Linked DNA regions of Sus scrofa: region 2 is linked to region 1. The links are chromatin contacts, called in public HiChIP or PLAC-seq maps. All regions are on one chromosome and are shown on one strand. The core of a region is the stretch at or near the end of the contact, and the rest is flanking DNA. Distances in the headings are between cores, read along the strand shown. Region 1 has its middle 33 kb from the start of KCNJ15. Region 2 has its middle 76 kb from the start of KCNJ15.

Region 1 (3,103 bases), core at 258-2,757:
TAGCCTGGGAATTTCCATATGGCCTGGGTGTGGCCCTAAAAAGAAAAAAAAAAAAAAAAAAGAAAAGGGAACTTTCCACTGGTTAGGGCCTGCATGACGCCTCTTTTTAACTACCATACTTCGTATTGTGACTTTAGCGAGTGTCCACTAAAATACTAAATTTTCTTGCCACAGATTTAATAGAGTCCTCCTAAATTAGATCATATTTAAGGAAGTAAAAATGCTTCTATCTTTTACTAATATTGGATGGGTAATAGAATGAATACTATTAATCCTTATACAAAGTAAGAATAAAACAGCAGGAGTCTATGGGGGTTTCATTAAAAATGGTTCACTTGAATTTAAGCGTTTCGGCCACTTCCCCATTGAACCTCTCAATCTGAATTCAAGGAGTTTGACAAAAACGCCAGTGACTGAGTGGAAAACATGAGTGGATTTCCAAGGACAGCAAGAAGGGGTGTGGTTTATTCTACTACTATTTAATACAAACACTAAAAAATGAATGAGGTAACTATCCTGAAGCCCCAGGAGAGAGCAGACACAGAACTGTGAGTCCGGGGGTGGGGGGCAGGAGTGGGGGGGAATGAGGAAAATGTGACACATGTGACAAGAAGGTGTTGAGTCAGTCACTGAGAAGAGGAACTGAATTGCTTTCTCTTACAAAGACTTCCAGTAATAAAAAAATTAAATGAACAAACAAACCCCAAACAACAAAGAAAACCACCATCTAGTGTAACGGGAAGGCATCTGGTTTTGCACACAGACTCATGAACACTGCAGTGCCCTCTGCACAGGAACCCTCATTGTCACAGACTCGTGCCTTACTGTGAAACCTGCAAGTCTCACATTGGCCAACTTTCCCTGCACAGCAAAGTGGTCTTTCCAGGACGGAGCTTGCACGCTGAGGAACCCCCCTGCCATGTCCAACGCACTATATAGAAAGGACAACAGGACGGAGTGGGTGGGAGGTGGTCCGAGGGTTTGCATGCTGCCTTCCCACGCTGCCCCAGGCGCCCCAGATCGGCCCCAACCACAGCTGGCATTTTTCAGCGCCTCTGTTTTCTGGTGCTTTCTAGCCCCACCCAATGCTTATTTTTGTTTTCCAGTTGATGCCATGCAGCATGTCAGATGCCAACAAAGTCACCTTCCGGTCCTGCCTTTTCCATGCGCCCTGATCTGAATATTTTGCTTCATCCTTTCCCCTCTTCTTATGATTAAATCCTACACTGGGTTTTTTCTACCTGAAGTTCTGCTGGATCTCCCTTGCTGAGCCTCTAATTGCACAAGTCCAGATGACCCTGGCCAGATGGGAAGGTGATGGAGAAGCCTCTGGCCCCCCAGCTGCCTGTTGTGAGAAGCTGATGCTCTCACACTTATCACTGAGACTGGCCCATGGTTGTTCCTCTGGGAACTCCCAGATTTAGTGTTCGGGGAAGGAGAGGGTGACGTAGGGTCCCTGTGGGTGATAGGCGTGTGCGCACATCCCTGGGTGTGTCTCTGTGACCACCTGTGCTGTGCGGGGTGGGATGAGGGCTTCCATGCATCTAAATTACAGCACCAGGGCTGAGGCCTTGACAGGCTCTTCTTCCCCAAAGAGCCCTAGGCTCACAAGGAATTTCTCTGTTGTCCTTGGGGCTGATGGGAATAGGGCAAGCCTTTGTCTTAGCTCAGCCCAGCACACTGGGGCATCGAGGGACAGGCCTCTCTTCCCCCAGGGCAGGGGTTGCCTGTTCAGGACACAGGCTTCCTCTTCTGAAGAGGAAAGTCCATGCTGAGGGCAGAGCAGACTGTGCATAATTTTGTTTGTTTTGTATTTGGGGGGGGGCGGGGGTTGAGGGGGGAGGATGGGTCATTTTTAATCAAGCTGGGGCAAAAGCAATGGTGTTTTACCCTCTGAGAAAGAAACACCTGATAAAAGTGGTCCATAAAATGCAGAATCTCCCCCCTCTTTGGATATTTCCCCCCTTTTTCCTCCCGCTCTGCTGTTGGGAAACCACTTTTTTTTTTTTTTTCCCTTTTGAGGAAGTTGAATGAAATAAAATAGAGTTGTGTTGGCATAAGATGTTTTCCTGTGTCGTTGGGGACAGATGAAGGTATATCAGCTTCCCTGACTGCGTCAAACTTAACACAACTCCAACCTCCATCAAAACTCTCCTTTTTTAGTCTCTTTTTTTCTTATGAATTTTTATTTTTTTAAGTTGTATTAAAGTATCGTTGATTTACAAGGTGGTGATCATTTTTGCTGTACAACAGAGTGATTCAGTCATATATGTACACATATCCAAACTCTCCTTGAAAAGATAAGTGAGTCATTCTTGTCTCTTTTCTGTTTCTGAAGACCCCTCCTTCCCCGGAGGCTGGCTACATGTGCGCCACCTGCTGGGTGCTAGTGGAACTGCCCCTGCAAACCACAGTATCATTATTCTGTGCCCAAGGCGTTCAAGAAATTAGAGGTCTCAGCATCCATGGACAATTTAAGAAACACAAATGTCTAATTCATCATTTAAGTATCTGAGCTATGAATTTTATTTTTAGAACTGTTTTTAAAAGGTTAGCTTCCATATTAACCCTCTAGCTCTTCTTTACGTTGAATCTAAGGAAATATTCTCTGAGGTCAGCTTGAGCAATAGCCTAGGGCAGGTCATAAACACTGGTCTTAAAATGTTAGGGTATGTGGCCAGTGTTGTGGTAGCCTGCATAACCTTAAAATTCTCAAGCCAGAAATATTTAGGCATACTGCATAACATTTAAAAGAAAAAAAAAAAAAAAAGCATTGTGCTTTCATGAGATGCCAGAAACGTGCAACCTGATGCCAAAGTGGATGGAAGTGGAGGGGATTTGTTTTTGTCAACATAGCAGGCTACCTTTTCCATGCCCATACAGGGGCAGGAGTTGAAGACTTGGAGCCAGACAAAGCAAGACTGGAATGGAGATTGCCACGTTAGGATAGGGTTGTGCAACTTGGACCAGAAAATTACCTACCCATTAGTATGTGGTTACAACAAGGAAGTTGATCTCTTTCTGCCTGGATTTGGGGGCGAAGGCAAGATCTTCTCAATTAAGAACCTATTAGCAGGGACCTTTTCCACTCACAGAGTTAGGG
Region 2 (2,746 bases), core at 156-2,655, 110 kb before region 1:
GGTTATAGGAGACAGCCAGGGTGCTTCAGAGACATTTTAATCCTGAATCGTGGTTGTATTTTATGATCATTTTGGGGAAGTGAGGAAGTCGAAGGGGGAAAAATTAAAAGGAATTTGAGAAGATGGTTGTGGAAGGGATTCCTTGCCAGCTTAGGAATTCCTGGGCTGACTCTCTCCCTATATTTCTTTTTTTATATAATAATTTTTATTTTTTCCATTATAGCTGGTTTACAGTGTTCTGTCAATTTTCTACTGTACAGCAAGGTGACCCAGTTACACATACATGTATACATTCTTTTTTCTCACACTTTCATGCTCCATCATAAGTGACTAGACAGAGTTCCCAGTGCTATAGAGCGGGATCTCATTTCTTTTCCATTCCAAAGGCAGTAGTTTGCACCTCTCCCTATATTTCTGATCACTTGGGATCCACTGGGGAAGTAAGATAATAGAAGAGTTCCAACCCATGTCCTCCAAGAGGGTGAGAGAGCGTGAGGCTGGTAATGAGGAATGTATTTGGAGCACGACCTTGGTAATAAGGAGCTGAAGTTTTCTGCTAGGGTGAAAACCTGACAACACTTGCTCTTGCAGATATTCTGAGGCTGGCCTGCCAGGTGGGGTCAGTTCAGGGAGAGAAACTGAGGATGAGAACAACTTTATCCTTTCATGACCCTGGCAGAAATGATCTCACTGGATAGAGTGTGGAATTTCCTAAGCCTTCTGGTCGACCTGGCTGTGGTTGGCAAAGGGTATCCTACTAGAAGCATTGGAGACTGAGTGCCTGGGATGAAAGGTCATACAAGTGAGCTGGATTGAAAGGACCTTCATGCCTGCTGGGGTGGTGATAAAGTCCTGCCAAGAAATCTTTGCAAACTCTGCAGAGGTAGAGCCAAAGGGGTGATAATAGATGATTTCCTGTGTTCAGTGGAGTAAAAGCTTGATAAATTCCCTTTCAAATCAGAGGGATTGTTCATCCCACCAATATGGGCTTAGCACTTCTTAAGTGTCAACAGTGTTCTATGCATCAGGGATAAACGATGGAATAAGACAGAGACGTTCCTGCCCTCAATGAGTTAACGTGTTCCCTCTTGAAGCAACGCGGCAGGAGTTAACTGAGGATGTGACTGCAACAGATGGTGGTGTGTGTTCTTCTGGAGCCCTTCCAGCTTCATGCCTTTTGGTGGAGAACATACTGGATCTGAGTGCGAGATGTCTCATGCTTAACTATTTGTAGAACCTGAAATCAAGATACAAGGGTGAAGACTCAACATCGAAAGTGTCCATTGAAGTCTCCAGACCTCCCCAAGGATGGAACACTTGGCTTTGCTCTATCAGGAGGATCTTGGTCACCCAGGGATGCCTCGGACTCCACTGGGAGTGTGTCTGGAGCCGTAGTCACTGGGGATGACATCATGTCTCTGTTTTCTCCTGGGCTTGTTGCCTTTGGCCTTCGTCTAGGCTCTGCCCACATGTATCCTCTGGCTGAAATTCCGATGATCACATGAGGAACATTTCATCAGAGGCAAAGACAGGGTTGTTGGTTCGGTAGCAGAGCAGGCTGATGACCTACTGGCAAGGATGCTGGCTGTGACTCAAAGGCACCAGAAATGGGCAAGGAAAACCCTCTTTTGTGAAAACAGATAGGGTCCTTGGGGAAAAAGAATGGAGACTTGCGGTGGGGAATCTGCAGCTCTGGGCAAAAATAGACCTGGAAGGAAAATGAAGGCGTGTAATTGCCAGGAACCAGGTCTTCTGGGAACTGCTGGGGAAAGGGCCAGCCACCTGGCCAGGAAGCCAAGGACACTGCAGCCTCTGGGCTTCAAGGTTGTGTAGGCTGGGCAAGAAGGTGTGTAGTCACAGGAACTGGGTTCCATCCCCCTCCCCCAAAGAGGACAAGTTATCTGACAGCCCTGTACGATCCTCTAAGGATAACAGATCAAGATATTGGAATCTGGGGGTCTATCCTGAACATCTATGTGCTGTTTGGGGGGAGGTGATACTTCTTTTCCAGCCCATTGGGAGGGGTGTCGGTTACATCCTTTGACCTCCAGTTTGCCTTACTCATTTCTTGATTTACTAAATGCTTGAGAAATGTATGAGTGGTATCATTTTTCTCTCTCCTCTCTCTCTCTTTTTTTTTTTTTTTTGTCTTTTTTCTAGGGCTGCTCCCATGGCACATGGAGATTCCCAGGCTAGGGGTCTAATTGGAGCTGTAGCTGCTGGCCTATGCCAGAGCCACAGCTACACAGGATCTGAGCTGCGTCTGCAACCTACACCACAGCTCACAGCAATGCCGGATCCTTAACTCACTGAACAAGACTAGGGATCGAACCCACAACCTCATGGTTCCTAGTCGGATTCATTAACCACTGAGCCATGATGGGAACTCCCATTTTTTCTCTTGATAGTCACACTTCATATCATTCACATGCACCTTAAAAGAATGATGTGCCCCATGTTCTTTACCCGTTCATCATTGTATGTGTCTGTATATGTGTATAAATATATACATATACATATATATGTGATGGAAAACTACTCAGCCATAAAAAAGAATGAAATAAGGCCACTTGCAACAATATGGATCATCTAGAGATTCTCATCCTAAGTGAAGTAAGTCAGACAGAGAAAGACAAATACCATATGATATCATTTATATGTGAAATCTAAAATGTGACACAGATGAACCTAAGTTGGGCTGCTGTGGTGTAAGAAGTGCCCCAGGGAACCAGGAGCTTCTGTGATG

Evidence for each region. HiChIP or PLAC-seq counts read pairs in DNA pulled down with a chosen protein or histone mark.
Region 2: a contact with region 1 is called in an H3K27ac HiChIP or PLAC-seq map of alveolar macrophages. The contact joins two enhancer-like sites. A contact is called at or near these places in 24 of 47 Hi-C or Micro-C datasets (adipose tissue, alveolar macrophages, blood and 14 more) and 2 of 2 datasets of contacts at active chromatin or transcription factors (alveolar macrophages and skeletal muscle).

The regions. Positions count from the first base shown.
Region 1 is chr13:201,859,360-201,862,462 of Sscrofa11.1, reverse strand. No RefSeq gene overlaps it. Among named protein-coding and RNA genes, the nearest start is that of KCNJ15, 33 kb to the left of the region's middle. Within about 2 kb of position 1,507, at least 6 of the 83 cell types and tissues checked have an H3K27ac peak or open chromatin away from gene starts, as enhancers often do. A contact at or near this core is called in adipose tissue, alveolar macrophages and retroperitoneal adipose tissue, where this site is marked.
Region 2 is chr13:201,968,645-201,971,390 of Sscrofa11.1, reverse strand. No RefSeq gene overlaps it. Among named protein-coding and RNA genes, the nearest start is that of KCNJ15, 76 kb to the right of the region's middle. Within about 2 kb of position 1,405, at least 11 of the 83 cell types and tissues checked have an H3K27ac peak or open chromatin away from gene starts, as enhancers often do. A contact at or near this core is called in adipose tissue, alveolar macrophages and retroperitoneal adipose tissue, where this site is marked.